Regions from separate parts of the Anser cygnoides genome. Here region 1 is linked to region 2. The links are chromatin contacts, called in public Hi-C maps. All regions are on one chromosome and are shown on one strand. The core of a region is the stretch at or near the end of the contact, and the rest is flanking DNA. Distances in the headings are between cores, read along the strand shown. Region 1 holds the start of SEMA4G (semaphorin 4G). Region 2 overlaps SUFU (SUFU negative regulator of hedgehog signaling).

Region 1 (3,686 bases), core at 306-2,805, 120 kb after region 2:
TGGCTGGAGGGATGGGGGCAGAGGGGGAGAGGTAACCCAAAAACCAAGGGGGCTCCCCCTGGGGCCGGGAGCCCAGCAGGCACGGCGCGTGCTGGCATGGTTCGAGCGCGGGGCTCGCGGTGCTTTGCGGGTTTCGTAAATCCCCAGCTCCCCGAGCGAGGAGGTTTTGTAACTGGCGGCGGCAGCGAGCCAAATCCCCGGGCTGGGGGTTGTCTTCTGCTCCCGCTCGGGGCGAGGGAGAGGCGGCCGCGCCAAGCGGTTTCGGACCAAAGGAGGTGAATTTGGGGCTCAGTGCGTGTGATGGGGAGAGCCCAGCTGCAACGCATCGGGGCGCCGGGGGCGTGTTAGAGGTACCGGTCACCTGGGGTGGGGGCACGGGCAGAAGATGGGGTTCATCCGTGCTGGCTGGGCATCAGAGGGGTGAAGCAGGCCGTGGGCAGGCCCAGTGGGAACCAGCCCGGCTTTGTCAGTGAGAGCAAAGCACAATTAAAGAGCAGCCGGGCTGGGCAGGCCGGCAGGGCACTGCGGCGGCTCCTCTTCTTCCCCACGGGGCCGGGCTGGGTTCGGCTCCCGGCCGCGGCTGGTGGGACCCCGTGCTGGCCCCCGGGAAGCCGTGAGAAGGCGGCGAGGGCTGGCCTTCGCACCAGCGGGGCCCTAAATTCCTTCGGAGAATCTCATGGGGGCAGCAGAGTGAGCGGAGGCTCTGGAAATAGATCTCTTTCCAGCTGCCGATGACTCGCGTTAATTAATTAAAGCCTCGCAAGCTTGGGCCTGTAAATACGCAGTGTCGAGCGCACCAGGCTCAGCTCGCTCTTTGCTCATGCACTAATTACCCCGCTCCGAGGCCAGGAGCTAGCGCAACCCGAATTTGGGCTTGTAGCCACGTGGGTGGGCAGGGAGCGCTGCTGCGGGACGGGACGGGACGGGATGGGACAGACCAGCCGTCCCGTAACCATCCCCACAGCCTCCAGCCGAGCCTGGCCTCTCCCCAGGACAGCGGGCACGCAGGCAGCGTCCCCTCCGTGCCATGCCGTGGCGGGGGTGCTCCCCCCTCGGTGCCTTTCTGGGGGGAAAGGCTCCAGCGCCCACCCTGGTGGGAGCCCCAGCAAGCTGGGCCCTGCTCGCTTCCCACGGGAGGTCGAGGAGAGCGCAGCCCCCGGGGAACCCGCTCGCTGCTCGCCCTGCTGCCCCACGAAGGTCGCCGTGCCTGCAGCGAGGTGGAGAGAGCGGCACCCCCACTAACCCAGGGGTTAGCACCTGACCCGGGGGACCGTGTGCTTCGTATCCCCCATCCCGGCATAAGACCAAACAGCATCTCTGCCGTGCGGGCGGTGCTGCTGCTCCAGCCTCCCTCCTGCTCCCTCCTGCAGCGCTCCAGCTCTGGCCGGGTCCATCCAGGCTGCGCCGGGCAGGGCTGCAGCGAGCCCGGTGCGCGGGCGTCCGACTTCCGTGGGGTGGGCAGAGAGGCGAGGCGAGGCGTGGAGACGCTCAGGTTTTGCTCAGGGACAGGAGGAAATGGCAATTAGCTGCTGGAGCGTGCAGGCGCGGCGGGAGGGAGGCCGGGAGCGCAGGAGGAGGTGGGTAGCGTCTCCGCTCTGCTCGGGGGCCCCCGGGGAGTGGGGGTCCCTCATGCTGCGCAGGTTAAGAGTTTGCGATGGGGATGAGGGCGATGGGGGCAGGCACCGTGCCCGCAGGAGCCCCCAGAGGTGTTATGTCAGCTCTGCCCCCCCCTCCAAATTTCCCATGCACAGGTGAGGTCCGGGCAGTGAGGAGCAGTTTCCATGCGGGGCCGACCCTCGTCGAGTGATCCTCCAAAAATCGCTCTCCAGCACCACCCACCTGGCACCCAGCCCCGCCGCGGGCGCAGCTGCGGGATGCAGGGCTTGGGGGGGGGGGACGGACTCTTGTCCCCCTCCCGTGGGGCCGGAGCGGAGAGGAGGGACCGAGCGGCGCCCGATGGCACCGTGCCGGCACCAGGTGCTGCGCGGCTTGGTAAACACGGGCCAGCAACCGCGGGAGGCTCGGTGGGGCGAGGCGGGAGCCGGCGTACGCAGGTACGGCACCTCCGCCTCCCGCTCCAGCTGACTTCCCGCTGCCCTAGATGCGACCTGCTGATTACAGCCCCGTGCTCGGGCTTCGTGCTTTCGGCAAGCCGCCGTGACGGAGGAGAGGAGGGAGGGCTCGGCTGGGCGCTCCGGCAGCCGAAATCTTGCGAAAGGAAGCAAACGCAGGCCTGGACCTGGCAGCTCCTGCCCGTGGGGAGGAGCTGCAGAAGCCACCCAGGCCACGAAGGCTCTGCACGGGGCCTTAGGGTGCCCAGCCCCTGCCTGCGCTTCCAAAACGAGCTCCCGCCGCGGGTGAACGCAGACCGCGTGGAGAGGCACGTGCCGGCGGGAGGGAGAAGGGGCGGCACGGTGCTGTGCGGCGCGGTGCAGGGTGGCACAGCACCATGTGGCACGGTGCACCAGGGCATGGCACGACGTGGCACGGCACGGCACGATGCGGCACGGCACGATGAGGCACGGCGAGCGTGGCACCGCGCAACGTGGCGCGGCGCAAATCGGCAGCCGGCACACACGGAGCCGGGCGCTGCAGACCTCAAGGGGCGCAGCACCCCTCCGGCGATGCCCCTGGCACCCCAGTAACCCGTCCCAAGCACACCGGGGGGCACCCCCGTCCCCAAGCCAGCCGTGGCGGTGCCGAAGGCCGCGTCCCCCCCCCCCCCCCCCCCTCGGCGCACGCTTTGGAGACTTTGCCCCTCTCCGCGCCACGCCGGGCGCGGTGCCCAGCCGGGCGCGCAGGCAGGGTCGGGGCGGCCTCGGGGAGGGGATGCGGCGGGGGGAGGACGAAGGGGACGGTCCTGGTGCCTCTCGCTCGGGCTCCCGGAGCGGGGCAGAGCCCGGTGTCGCTGCCCCCGGGCCCCGTACCGGCGGGGCGCAGCGCAGCCGGCAGGGGGCGGCGCGGGGTGGCACGGCACGGCACGGCACGGCACGGCCCACGGCGGGGCTGCGCGCAGCGACCTGCGCCGGGCGGCTCGCCCCGAGCCGAGCCGAGCCGAGCGGAGCCGTGCCGAGCCCCGGGGAGCCGAGCCGCAGGCAAGAGACGGGGCCGGGGCCAGCCCGAGCGCACCGCGGGGCCGGGCGCGGGGTGCGGGTGCTGGGCGCGGGGCGCTGCGTGCGCGCACCGCGCGCGGTCGGGGTGCGGGGTGCGGGGTGCCGGTGCCGGTGCCTCCCCCCGTACGCGCAATAGGGGGATTTGGGGTGCCGGGTGTGCGGTGCCGGCTGTGGGTCGGGCTGGCCCGCGTGCGGGGAGGGGGGTGGTGGGGATTTGGGGGGCTGGGAGCGCGGCCGGCACCGGCAGGGCTGGGGGGGGGCTGCGCCCGTGGGCAGGGTGCTGAGCAGGAGGAGGGGGCTGGGACCCGCTTGGGGGCGGGAGGGCAGGGTCTGAGGTGCTGGGGGGCGCCCCACGGAGGAGCTGGGTGCGGGGGCGGTGGGTGGGTGCTGGGAGAGGCGCCTGGGGGGGAGCCGGAGCAGAGCCCTGGGGAGGGGGGGGCTCTGGTGCAGGTGGGGATTTGGGTGTGAAAAGGGCTGGGGGGGGGGGGTAGGGACGTGTGGAGGGGGGGTGTAGACGCAGGTGCCCAGCTTTGGGGACAGTTTGGGGCTGGGGGATCTGGTTGGGGCGACAGG
Region 2 (4,002 bases), core at 964-3,463:
GAGGATGCAGGGAGAAATTTAGTCATCTTTCACACAACACAGAAATTCTTATTTTGCACCAATATATATGGGACAAAAAAAACGTATGTACAAAGTACAGCTTTGTATGTAACATACAAAATGCATGAATGCACAAAGTACAGCTTTGAATTTATGAGGCTATCCTCATACACACAGAGGAAGAACATCGAATATGACAACTACAGCTCATGACTCAGGATGTTTGACCATTTCCCCAGTTTGACAGAGATAGGTGTTAACTTATTTTATTTAGTTTGGTCTAATAAGGTCTACCTAGGAGAATAAAGTCATATTAGAAGCATCAGGGATGTTACAAAAAGGAACAAATAAAGGGTGCCCCATACTACTCCACTTCAACAAAACTAGTCCATAGGAATCCTGCATTTTACACATCCCCATACAGTAAAGCTCCTGTTCCAAGTCCCCAGTAGCTGAAACTGTCACATTTAATCTCTGAAAAACCTCATGAACAAATATTTAGGCTCACAAACTTGAAAGCAAGTTGGGGACACCAGTTTCCTTTCTACCACTGCCATCACATCCCTCACTCATTTGTTGTAGCTGTTGCAAGAAGGCAAACGTAAGAAAAAAAAAAAAAGGATTTATACTGAGCATAAAGACACTTGATTCTGGTTTACGAAAGCTTCCATGATTCTGCAAACTCAAATCTCCTCCTCCAGCCATTGGCAAATTCTCTGGAGAAACTTTGTGCATGTTTTGGATGCTGGTGCCCTGCTGACACACGTGAAAGATATAATGCACAAAGTGTTAACATTGAGCTTCTACTAAAAAGAGCCAAGCGGGGCTGTCAGAAAAGTGATGAGAGCACTTTCCATTTGAAAAACACAGATCGCTAGCAGTGCCGTGACCAGTTCCAAGTGCTGGGTGGACTGTTCCAACAGTAAGGAGCTTGTTTGAAGCAGACATGCTTTTCAGCAATCCTGACTAACGTAAAGTGCTAAAATTGATCAAATTTAAGCATCAGTGCAACTCCTTCCAGATTTAATGTAACTTTTATTTGAGGATTCTTCAAGGAGTTTGTGATGGACTTGCAGATAACATAAGGAAAATAGTTAAGAAATGAACCCAAGGACAAAGCCACACTACGAACAGCTCTGACCGAAAACAAGAGGACAGGTAGCGAAAGTCAGACATCTGCGATAGAAAGGTGAGCAAACAATACAGCAAACAAATACTTAACTCATTTGGTTAAAAATATAAGTGTACGTTTCCTTTTCTCTCCATGTCATCCTCAACAAAGAATTTGAGCATTATGTACTACAGAAGCAAACGCTCCATGAATGCAGCAGACAATGCATTTCATAGCGGTCAGCCGGTACGTATAAAGCCTCTTCCAGGAAACAAACGTACCTTTAAGCAACAAACCAAATAATTACACTTGGTTCTTCAACAAAGCAAGAGCTTACTGAATAACCAGAGAGCCCGTGATCACAGAGTGGAGTTTGGATGTGCAGTGAGACCCGTCTTCTGCGATCATGCATGCGGGTCTACCAAAAAGATTGGTACAGGATGGCGGTAGGCTCATAAATTCAAAGCTGTACTTTGGACATTCGGCACCCCTGTAGTGTTTTATTAGTTTCACGTATCAGTTAGCAAAGGAAAAACAGAAGTATTTCTTAGAGGGAGAAACAAAAATGCTTCAAAGTGGGTAGTTTTCAAGGACTGATTCCAGGAAAAAGCATTCACCAGAAACTGAGACGCATTACGAACGGGTCAATTTTAAAAAGGATCAAAGTTAACAAGAAGCCTTCAAGCTGAGCTTACACAGTTAAAATTTTTGGAAAGTAAGATGGCTCCCTATTGAATTTCCTCCTTTCAAGGCAGGTTCTGAAGCAACACTTATTTTTAATATGCATTAAGCTAGAGTTTAGGTTGTGGGTTGTATCTTTTTTTTTTTTTTTAACTGAACTTCACAGATCTCCATGCTTCAGGGGATAAACAGAAATAACTGTTTAACAGAAGACCACACGTGCTTTCTATTGATCCGTAAGCAGGTTACCGAGTAACAGAAGTGTTCAGGTGGGTTTCCAACAAATTTAAAGCAAGATGAGCAGTTAGAAGAACAACGCTGGCCTGCAACACGCCAGTGGTTGCAAAGTGGTAAAAACTGACAGGCAATGTTACTCACGTTATTTTTTTTGTACGGTAATAAAGGAACTTCTCAGAGAATTGATAGAAAATATATAGAATAAAAGATAAATAAAGGAATAAAGCAAGTTACTTCCCTTCTAAGATGTTAAAAAAATCTCTAGAGTACCAGAAAATGCATAACCACCAAAAAACACTCAAAAATACAATAGCGTGCAATGCTTATAATTCTCAACTTTTTAAGGTAGCAGTGAATTTTCAGAAAAATCCTATTTTGTAAGATTTAAATATTTAAAGATTATATTTAAGATGTTTTAGAATAGTTAATGGACACAGATTGCTGAAAAGACGCTGCTTTGTGAGAGCAAAACTTTAAATACATGCAATTCACCTGTACTGTACAGCTGTTCAAAGGTTTCGGCTGATAAGGTCTTTGATCTGAGCTCACTTAATTTTAGATTGGTTGTTTGTTTTTGAAGAAATTGCGACACATGACTTTAAAAGCTTGACGGTTTACCAAAACATTTGTTTAATTCAGACAGGTCTTCCACAGAAGGAAAGAATTATTAATCTTCAGAATGTAATTAGGATAGCCATTTTCAGTCAGCATTTTTGCCAAAGCTTTTGCTTTTGTTCTTCCAAGAAAGTCTTGTATTTGAAAATAAGTCAAAAGTAGTTTCAACAGCTGCCATAAAATTTCTCTCAATGAACAACCGCCCATAAATCCTTCAATCCCGGGATCCAGCTACACGATGTATGAAGTGAATTTTATGCTCAACCACTGACTCTCAGGTTGCCTTTCCTCACAGACGCTCATTTCAATCAGCAAGTGGCCAGGAATAAATCCTGAAATCACTAGAAGTTGAGACAAGACTATGGCAGGAATTCAGAATCGTGGATTTTCTACCAGCCTCAGGTCTCAGTTTGCCCCATAAGAAGCTCAAGGCTGCTAGACACGTCAACTGCTCCTCCATGTAGGAGCGGAAGACCAAGTAAATGGTTTTGATCCCACACAAAGGTAAAGAGACTATTCTTTGTATCTGGGCAGTGAGCAGCCACTCATTCCCCCCAAACCACCTGTTTTCATTTTGGTTCAAACCTTACCAACAATACAAAAGATGCACTTATCCCAGAGAAGCAGCCCACCCACAATCGGGGAATTAATCATGAGCGACTCCCCAAAAATGAGTTAATGAATAGTAAGACGTTCCATAACACGGGATTCCCAGGGCAGCCTCCTCCTCGCACGGCATGTCGCTGCCGTTTGCAGGGTGTCTCAGTGACACGCAGGCTGCTAAGGAACCAGCCAAAAGGGTATCACGCCTTGCAGAGCACCTTCACACCTTCAAACTCCTTCCTCCAGGCTCCCACGTTTCGAAAAGCTTCCGGGAAAATCAATCACTGGAGCATCCTCAAGCTGGCCTCCATCAACCAACAAGCTACAAAGAATAACGTTCCGAAAGGTACAGACTTGAATAAGCCTCATAGCCACAGAAAACAGGGTGGAGAGCGGTGAGGATAACCCAAAAAGCAATTCTGCCTCCTCCTACCTGATGTGCATGGTGGCTTTGAACACACAGTCCTGCAAATCAAGCACTCTCCAGGAGTCCTGCTAAGCACACCCGAGGTAGCTGTGGGGAGCTGTGCTCAGGGCCCTTCCCATACCCAGCGCTGAAGCTCCGTGCTGCCTGCACCAGGACTGCAAAGCACCCATGCTGTTTGTGGGTTGGCCTGACCCTGGCTCCTGTGTAAACTGTCAAGGTAATACCTTTATTACATGCTTTTTGTTCCACAGAGGCACGATTTCAGCTCTTTGGTGTTCGTTTCTTAGTTTGCATGGCTTTTCCTTTTTTATTTTTTTTTAAGTTATCG

What was found. A called contact is a pair of places that touch in the nucleus more often than the background predicts.
Region 1: a Hi-C map of liver shows a contact between it and region 2, with 8 times the contacts expected there. The contact joins the promoter of SEMA4G here to the enhancer-like site in region 2. A contact is called at or near these places in 2 of 7 Hi-C or Micro-C datasets (both in liver).

What each region holds. Positions count from the first base shown.
Region 1 is chr7:14,019,099-14,022,784 of Taihu_goose_T2T_genome, forward strand. It overlaps SEMA4G (semaphorin 4G), which reads left to right and starts at 1,556. Exons shown (of 16, transcript XM_048060706.2): 1 at 1,556-1,577.
Region 2 is chr7:13,895,103-13,899,104 of Taihu_goose_T2T_genome, forward strand. All of the region lies in intron 2 of SUFU (SUFU negative regulator of hedgehog signaling), which reads right to left. Among named protein-coding and RNA genes, the nearest start is that of SUFU, 20 kb to the right of the region's middle. Within about 2 kb of position 2,214, at least 1 of the 3 cell types and tissues checked has open chromatin away from gene starts, as enhancers often do. A contact at or near this core is called in liver, where this site is marked.